2 separate regions of the Rattus norvegicus genome follow, and region 1 is linked to region 2. Evidence: chromatin contacts called from public Hi-C data. All regions are on one chromosome and are shown on one strand. The core of a region is the stretch at or near the end of the contact, and the rest is flanking DNA. Distances in the headings are between cores, read along the strand shown.

Region 1 (5,148 bases), core at 684-3,183, 420 kb before region 2:
CTCCACACTCTTGAGAAGTATACAATGGTGTTATGAATTCTAATGGCATTTTATTTTGAATATATAATGTTAACTCCAAGTATGTAATTTTCTTTCATAAACTTAAACTGTTTCTTCTCTACATTTAGAAGTGGATAAAAGCAAATTTTTAATAGTTTAACATTCATTTGTGGACCAGGACAAAAGGTTTAAGACACTATTGATTTTCATATCTTGAAATTTAACCTTCTTTCTTCTTTCTAACCCAGTTGCCCAATCCAGGTGTTCACAGCAATGGGATAGCACAGAAGAGAGAGTAGAAATGCATGGAAAAAAAGTGTGAACCTAAAGAAAGAGCTTTGGAGTTGACTTCCAAAGTCTCAAGGCTGAGTGGCTAAAGGAAGAGAGGATAGGTAAGAATTTGGGAGAACAGACAGACAGAATAGCCTCTTCTAACCAGAAAAGTTTTTGGGGTAGGGTGGGATCACAAAGAGAGAAACCTGAGGGAACATAGTAACATATCTGGAAGACATCTCTGCCAAAGGCCTTACTCTTAAGTGTTAAGTCATGTAAGCACTGAATTTACATCATTACCATTACGCCACTCAATATCAAGACAACACCATGCTCCCTGATGCTCTGGGGTTTAAAGCCAGGTGAGGGGTGTTATGAAAATTTTCCAGCCTTCCCCCTTTTTTCTGTTTCACTAGGGTAAGCAAAAATCAGAACCATTATTGCAGATTTTCTGCTCTCATAGAGATTTCCCCTCTCGACCATAACTTTCATGAGTGTGTGCCCATCCTGAACAATGCTGCCACTTACCTAAAAATGCTTTTAATACATCCTTTAACTCACACAGTATTCCAGTGCATGCATAAACTGAAAGGCTTATTTTTATGAACAGAAAGCTAAAGGGGCAGGGGTCTTGAGGATGTATCCAGTCCTCAGAGTTGTGTTGATAGCATGGATAGGGAGTATGATGGGTTGAATAGAACCCTTAAAACAAGAAGATTCATCAACTGTACATGCAGAAGAAAGGAGTCTTTGGCTCACAGAAGACATTTCTTCCGAGTATCTTACATACATGTGAAGGTGTTTTATATAGCTATTACTCATCATTAGGTATGAGTATTTTTTATAATGTTATATGTATAGCTTGTTTGGATTTAGCATGATTTTAATTAAAATCAATTATCAGTATTTAAACATTTGAAGAAATATAATTAAATCCAGGTTTCTAATAGGCCTTAGAAACCTAGATAAATTAATGACATGAAGATAGTCCTTCCATAGCTGCAGCTAAGTTTAGTATTTCTGTTCAAGGTTTTCCCCCCTCTGTTTTTTTTTAAATTAATCAATATATTCAATAAACATCTATCATCACTACACACACACACACACACACACACACACACACATGATTTCTTCAAGGTTTACTAGTGAGGCATTGTCTTACTGTCTGCCTAAAGACAGATTTTGTCTTCTTACTAAGAGCTATTTGTGTTGATCATTATGAAGATTTCTCTATCTCTCAATAGCAAATTAGGAATCTGAAGATCACCAAGAGTACTGCATTTTACTGCACTGTGATATGACTGCTACCCACATTTATCCAAAGAACAATATTTTATAAAGATCCATTAGTTAATAAGATAGGATTCTTTATTTTATTGATGCTAATTTGGCTTACAGTTTCAAAATTCAAAATGCAACAGAAAAAAAAAATATGTCATGGAAAAACAGCAGACATTTGCAGGCATTTGCAGCATGATGAAATTTTCTATTGAGCTTTGAGGGAAGTCCATTCATTCTCAGTGACATTCATAAATGATGACTAATGCATTCAGATAAAATGAGTAATTTACCAAATTACGCGCATTTGGATAAGCTCAGAATGAAGATCCTGTTTGTTAGGCTATGTCCTGAAGTGAATCTCAATGAGTCCCACTTCGTTATGCCTGACTCTACAAATGGGCTTCAGTCACAATCTGAACAAAAGCCTTGACATGTAAATAAATGTGCAAATGATGGCCAAGCTACATTGCGAGTTTTGTCCTTAGCCTACTCAGGAACAGTCAACTGCATAAGGACTACCAGTAATGAATAGATGGCACCGTTGTGCCTATCATGAAAGCATTTACCGAAAGCTTCTTTAGCAATGTCCCAGTGTCACACCACGTTCCTCAAGACCAGAAGAGCCTGGTACACATATAAAAAGGTCTCTCTGAGCAACTCTAATTTTCCCTTAAAATGAGCCCTAACAGTAAAAGTGCCTTCACCATCCCTGCCTCCTAATTGCTCACATGGGACTGGAACCCCCCACCCCCATCATTTTTGATTTTTAAGAAGGACTCCATCCTTTGGTATGAACAAGGCATAAACAAGAGCTGTAACAAACCCTGTTACCAGAGAGAAATGCACACAGAGCCAAATATTATATGATGCTGCTTAGTCTCAAGTACATTCAAACTATTTCTGTCAAGATTGAAAATTGCTAATGTAAGATACAATGCAGTCATCTTTTTATAGAATTCTTTCATCCATGTCTCTAAATAAAGTCAGTCTGGTGTGCACCAGAGTCCAACAAATTCTGTTTAGCAAATTTGATTGAGGAAATAAAATAAACCAGTGTCTTTGATAAACTGAGTTGAATAAGTAACATTTCTTTTCCTACAAGTAATTACTTCAGATTCAGTTAAAAGTTACTTATCTAATTGGATTTTGCTAATAACTAGAAGTTTTTCTAAGAGTGCTTCTAAAGCCATCTATATAAACTTACATATTTACCAGCAAGGTCATGATCCTACGGTGAACCTCTTCATTGTGATGGTTCAGTAAAACACAATCAAAACACCAAGACTTGACCAGATAGAGCAAGGGTTGCAGACAGAGCAGTAAATGCAACAAACGACTCATGAGGTGACAGACAATGTGTGGACAACATATACTGATCAATTGTATTAGTAACAGCTCTCAAGTAGAAACAAGTTTTGAATCTTATGAAAGACTATGCCCAAAAATGCCATAGACTCCCTTGATCACCAGACTTAGGGAACAAGGATGGCTTCCCGGAGAGTGAGTTTAAGCTAAGTTTTGAAGGTGATATTGATTGGTGGATAAGTAATATTAGCAGGATGGACCATTTCATAGAGCAGAAATATGAAGAGAATCACATTATATTTGCCTAACTGATAGACAATGGGGCTGCATGAAAAGAGTCAGAAAGTAGCCCAGAAAGAAAGAGAAAAATGTAAGGGCCCAGGGGCGCATGCTGATTCTTCACTACATTACAGTTCTGTCTTGACGCAGTTAAAACACCATTGGAAGTATGCGTTTGTTAGAACAAAATGTCATAAACAGAACAGCTCAGTGATTGGAAATATATCTTTGCCTGGTTTGGAGGATTAGATGTCTATGATCACAAAAGAGTTAGCTTCCTTCAAGGCCTCTCTGCTTAGCTTGAGGGTGGCTGTCGCCTCTCTGTGTCTGTAGGTGATCTTTCTTTTGTGTGTGTTTTGCCCTAATCTTTTTGTGTAAGAATGTTGATGATAGTAGATTAGGGCCCCGCCCCCCTTCATTTTAACTTCGTGCTACCTTTAAAGCTTCTACTTCTGAATACAGTTACCTGTTTGGTGGAGGAGTTACCCACAGTAGACAGTTTGCTATACAATGATAATCTCATTTACGATTTGCCTATTCATTTTCATTATGACTGGGGGAAAAATGGAAGACATGACTAATGTATTAATATGAAACCCTTGGCTGGAATCTAGGAGACGATCACAAAGCTTTGCTAGATAGACCCCAGCTTGGTTTCAGGGAGACTATGTCAAGAAAATGCATACAAAAATCAAGTCAAAGATGCTTCCTATTTCAAGCCAGAAGGGGAGGAGGCCAGGAAGAGGTTCACGGAGATAGACTGTGGATGTGGCAGCAGGAAGTTGAGGTAGTTAACTATCATGGTTTCTATTTTAACTTTCTGTGAAGTAGGCCATCTGCTGAGAAAGGAAAGGGAAAAAAATTACAGATGTGAATTGAATGGAAAACATTTTAAATTACAGTTCCAGAAAGTGGGGGAGCCGACTACCCGAAGCTTCACTAGAATTTCTATTAAGCATTTAAAGCCTCTTTAGTATGGGTGACCACGGATTGTTAAAATGCATTATGGGAGATTTTTCTTTAAGTAATTAATTTATTTTCCTGCCACAATTAACTGTGTGGGCATGGCCTTATAGAAAAAAAAAAAAAAAAACAAATCTGGACAAATCTGGATCCTTCTAGGGTTCATGTTTCTCAGGAAGGATAATTCTTCCTAAGATGGTTAAAATAATTCTAAGCCAAAAAGGGTTTCATCTTAACCCTTTGGAATGTCCCAGGTGCTTGGAATTTGGCATTAAAATTATCAGGGAATGATGGAATAGGAGGCATTTGCTGACAATGCTGCTGGACTGGAACCTTCTGGAAGCATTTCACTGTGAGGCTCTTGGGAATGGTCTCCAAGTTTATCTTGAAGCACATGCAAAAAGCCACAAGTCCATGTGCTTTGGCTGCGGCGACACAGTGAAGGTTTTAAGTTGCTAATCCCCCAGCTATCTCAATTTTTCCTGGCTGCACCCTTCTCTGTATGAGAAACACACTGGGAATTCCATAAACGGTGTGTCGTGTCCGTGTCACAGAGCATAAAATAAAACATCAGGTATTAGGGTGGACGCTGCTTCTTCTTCACCATCCTGCCCTGACAGTGAAGGTCCCAGCACTATTTCTTAACAACCTAGCTAACTGAAGAACTGAAAAACAAATTCATTTCTTCTCTGAAAAATTACAATAATCCCTCAGAATTCAAAAGGGAAGACAAACCACAGTGTCTAGGAATATAATTCCGATCTTAAGCTAGTTTTTGGTGTGTCCATTCCATTGCCCCCCCCACACACACACACACAAACTCCTACTGGGATTAGGGACAGGGAAAGACTATCACAGTATCTAACTCCTTAGAATCATAGAAGCTCAGATTTCACTTACCTCAAAGGGACGGAATGTAAGGATGTAAATTCCGTTGGACAGATTGTTTTTACATACGCTACTTCTTAGTATTCTTTGTAGCAGGATATAGGCTCCCAGTGTGAAATACTAATAATGACGAGGGATTTGCCAATAACAAAGAAACAA
Region 2 (4,682 bases), core at 853-3,352:
CAGTTCTTGTGGTTCACACTGTCCTACTCCTACCTTGCAGCAGGATCATACCCCCACCTCCCTAACTCACTCAACCCTCAACCCCCACCCCACACTTCCCCAATCTCCCACCTCTGCCTGCTGCTGTTGTTTTGGTGATTTTTTTTTTTTGAGACAGAATCTTGCATACAGCCCAGGCTAGCCCAAAAGTCATGATACACCTGCTTCAACTTCCCAGGGACTGAAGAGTACAAGCAAGTGCCACATCTGGCGGAGGAGAAATCATTCCATCCTTGGCTCTATGCATTCTTTTTCTTTTGTCCTGGGGACCTTTTGGCCATTGCAAGGTGACTTTTCCCTCTCTGGCCTTCAGGTTCTGCTCACACTTCCAAGTACTTGCCTCCTTCTGTGTACCTCTTGTATTTAAACATCCTAAAAAGCTCATCTGATAGTGTCCCCTAGACTTCAGGTATCTTTTCTAAGGCAAGTTTTTCAAATCAGATGGTGTTGCCCACCACTAGCCAGTCTGTAAACAGTGGTTACTCTTGAGACATTTGTCCCTCCTTTCCCCAAACCAATTAGTCGTGGCCTTTAATGTTGGCAACTGTATGTGAGGGTATGTGGTGGGTGTGCTTTCAACAGGGAGAGGACACCAAGCACAGCTGTTGGAGGCAAGCCAAGTATGACTGTTCCCTTTCCTTAGAGAAGGTCCCTGGTCAGGGATGAGGACTTGTCATCAGCTGTCTTAGTTTGCCATGGGAAAAAAATATATAAGGCATTTATTGAAGACTTGAGGTTGTATTTGTTTTAAGAATGTGTCGGTTGTGTCCCCATGTACCCGTTCACAGATCTGGGGAGGATGTGGGGAGGAGGGGGTGCTCAGGGCTTCTCTTGTTGTTTAAAACAAGTCAGGGAAGCTTTGCTCATCATAGGCTTCATGTTACTTTTGCTCTTGTGTACCCCCAAACTTTGGGGAAAATGCACTTGCAGAATGTTTGTCATCCAGCATCGTAATGAGGTCGGATGAAGTGTGCCTAAATTTGCCTATTCCCTACATTGATCATGATTTCTTTCCCTGTTTTGAATGGATTTTATCTAACCAGATCTCTTTCCTTCATGCTTGTTCATTCGTTCGTTTGTTTGTTTTGATCTCTCATCCCATGTGGTTTTTTAAACCTCAAGTCTTAATTTCAGAAGCAATCAGACACTAAAAAATGACTAAAGCTAAAATTCTTTACCAACACAATTATCCATATATTCTAAGCTACATTTCCATGAGGACCAGTCATATCATATACTGGCCAAGTCCTAGTCTACAAAAGCACTTCCAAAACTTTTGATGAATAGATAAATTATTCAATGTGATTGCCAAAATATCAGAAGAAGTCAAATTGTGCCCAGCAAATACCAAGCAAAATATGCATTTGAAAACAAGATCATTTTAGAGGACACTATTTATAATATAATATTGGTAAAAATGTTGTCAGATCTCAAATTGGGATTCCTGGTAGCCACACTATCTCTGTTCTTTCCACCCCGCCACAGTTATGAATAGCATGAAAGTGGGACTAAGTTCATAAAGCTTATGAGAAAAACAAAAACCACATGAATTACATTTTATAACCACTGAAAGGAAGGCAAAGCCAGTACTTTGAAAGCAAATTGGGCATTCTTTCTGTACTCATTGCAGCCTTGCTATTCATCATTGTAACCTGACATTGAATGAAGTTGTATTTTCATGTTAGTGTCTTTTGAAACATGCAATTCCATAAGCATTCCATTGTGATAATAAAAAAAAAGCCCTTGTGTCCATCCAAACAGAGAAAACACTGTATCACAGCTACTGGTGGCTGTTTATCACAGTTCTGGCAACTATTTAAAGGAGACAAAGAGGGAGAGAGACAGAGAGAGAGAGAGAGAGAGAGAGAGAGAGAGAGAGAGAGAGAGAGAGAAGAATTCAATATAATTCAATCAAAGACTGAGGAATACACATGAGAGAAAACAAGGCAGGATAGAAAATTGGTAAAGTCAGCATTATTACTGAATGTAATGCTTTATAGTAGTTGAGAAAGGGCTAGAAAGAGTGTGTTGTGCTGCCATGATACAACAGCTAATTCATATGTATAAACCACTGAAGTTCACATGAAGACTTAGCAGTGCTTAACACTACCAGACTCTGATGTGAGGAAGTCACCTCATGTTTCTGGAAGGAGAGCTAGGCAGCCAGGAATTCTTTTCATCGGTCAAGGAAGGCAAGGAATGGAATGCCACCAGTGTCCGCTGTGTCCTCTGACCTGCTCTTGTCTGTGTCCTGTACCGTTTCAACAGTCATCAGGGACAATAGTGTTCAAAGGATGCATGTGAGAGAGAGTGCAGCCGTTCCCACTGTGGTTTCTCTTAGTCGACCAGCTTTAAAAGCCTTCTTGTACTAAAAGATAAAAGCCCTTGACCTTTTAACTCAAAACTGAAATGTCTGATGCTGAGAACCGATAGTCTAGTGTATCCCCTGGATAGACTCCATTGCAGGTCCCAGTGGGAGCAGTGATTTGAAGCATCCTCTTGGTTTCAGGTTCTTATTCACCACCTTTTAAAGGGGAAGCATCGTTGAGGGTGAAATTTGGACTCATAAAACTCTGCATTAATTACATACCGACTCTGCACTGTAAAGACAAAGTTCTTTGAGGCCTGGCCATCAGATATCTTTCAGAGGAGAGGGTCTGGGCTGTTATTCTTACTAGCCCCTGAAAGAGCCCCATCCTCTCTCCTGCAGCCCCTTTTGTCCCCAGCCCTTCTTTTTGTCAATGGTTGCCATGGAATCAACCATTAACATATGAAAAGCCATACAGAACAGTTTTCCCTTTACCCCTTCATCCCCCACAACCAAATGCCTGTTGATAAAGCCTCAGTCCTTAATATTCATGTAAAGGAGGGTGGGGTGTGAGAACAGAAATAAAATTCTGAGTGAAAACACAAAGACCTGTTCGACTTGCATCCTCTGGGGGCAAAATGGTCCATTCTTTTTTAAAGAGATAGAAGTTTCTTAATTTCTGTCTTCTTACTGAGGCGTCGCCAGAGTGTGATAGCCATAGTCCCCCACTATAACTGAACTTGTTCACCAGAACATATTGAATTCCTTCATGAGTCAGAGGACAGACATGCGCACTTCTTAACATGCTATGGCAATAGCGTTTGCTTCATTGGGGAGCTAATATCAATAATCAATTCTCACCTTTAAAAATAATTTTTCAATTTATTTGAAAATTTGTCTTTGGTCTTGTCAACTCATAAAACAATCTTCCATCATAAAAAGAATAAAAGCTAGTTCCTTCTGGATCCATTTTTAGTGACCAGGGCCCAGAAACACAGCTTAAGATACCCCAAATTTCATGTTCTAATATGGAAGCCATTATATGAAGTTTTCTAGTTTTTCAGAACAATGAAAGTCATAAATCAGGGAAGGTTTAAAATACATTGGTGGGTATATCTGAGATGTGGTTACACCAAGATTGAGGAAGCTTATTTTATAGGCCAAAGATGTTATCTCCTAATGCTCTTATCTTTGGGTTTGGTAGAAGGTAGTGGATCTGCTAAATTAATAATTTCCAAAGGCTTTTATCTGGTAGTCACAGAATGTTGGTTCTGACACAGTGGCAGGCAAGGACAGCTGTTGAGGGGTGGGGATGAAGTTAACTGAAGATGAGGTAATTAGCCTCTGGACCTGTAACATTCAAATCTCTCCATAGTACTGATGTTCTAATCAGTTGATTGGTCTCTGCAGACACAACTTTCTAGGAGTTCTCCTTTGAAATCCAGAAGAGACTCAGAATTCTACATTGCAGAAAATTATTTCATTTATTATTCAGACTACAGTCCCTAAAACTGTATAGGCTAAAGTTATGTCTTGGTGTCAGGTAGGCTATTTTGATAAGATACACATTTCTGTCCTTGTATATGTTGTCAAATTAATACTATATTGTTTTCCAGCCTCCACACTGTACATCTTTGTAACTGACTCTACAAGGATGAACTCACTAAAAAGTTGAGGGCATGAGTGCTGGGAAGAGGGAGTTGTGCTTAAAGTTCTTGCCTGTAAGCGTGAAGACCTGAGTTTGACCCCAAGTGTCCATGTAGGAGTTTGTTTGGAAATTTGCTCTTTGTGGTGGTTTGTATATGCTTGGCCGATGGAGTTACTTTATTAGGAGGTATGGCAATGTTGGAGTAGATTTGGCTTTGTTTGGAAGATGGGTGTCACTGGGGGGGGATGGGGAGGTTTGAGGTCTTATGCTCGAGCTCTGACCAGTATGGAAAAGAGAGCCTGGTCCTGGTTACCTTCAAAACACAGTCTCCACATGGTTGCCTATGGACAAAGATGTAGAACTTTAAGCTCCTACAGCAACATGTCTGATGGCAGTCTACCATACTTCCTGCCAGGATGATAATGGACTGAGCCTCTGAAACTGTAAGCCAACCCCAACTAAATGTTTTGTGTTTTTTTGTTTGTTTGTTTTTTTGGGTTTTTTTTTTGTTTTTGTTTTTTCTTTTCTTTTAATAAGACTTGCCTTGGTCATGGTGTCTCTTCACAGCAATGGAAACTCTAAGACACCCGTATTATATTGCAGAGAATTGAGGTGGGACAGAATGATCCCTGGGAGTGGCCTAGCCCCAAGCTCAGTGAGGGATCCTGTGTAAAAAGATAAATGTGA

Evidence for each region. Hi-C and Micro-C count contacts between places; a contact is called where the count stands out from the background.
Region 1: a Hi-C map of Schwann cells shows a contact between it and region 2, with 8 times the contacts expected there. The contact joins two enhancer-like sites. A contact is called at or near these places in 1 of 12 Hi-C or Micro-C datasets (Schwann cells) and 1 of 1 datasets of contacts at active chromatin or transcription factors (oligodendrocytes).

Annotation. Positions count from the first base shown.
Region 1 is chr20:42,913,071-42,918,218 of GRCr8, reverse strand. No RefSeq gene overlaps it. Among named protein-coding and RNA genes, the nearest start is that of Trnap-agg35, 440 kb to the right of the region's middle. Within about 2 kb of position 1,933, at least 3 of the 93 cell types and tissues checked have an H3K27ac peak or open chromatin away from gene starts, as enhancers often do. A contact at or near this core is called in Schwann cells, where this site is marked.
Region 2 is chr20:42,498,636-42,503,317 of GRCr8, reverse strand. No RefSeq gene overlaps it. Among named protein-coding and RNA genes, the nearest start is that of Trnap-agg35, 23 kb to the right of the region's middle. Within about 2 kb of position 2,102, at least 2 of the 93 cell types and tissues checked have an H3K27ac peak or open chromatin away from gene starts, as enhancers often do. A contact at or near this core is called in Schwann cells, where this site is marked.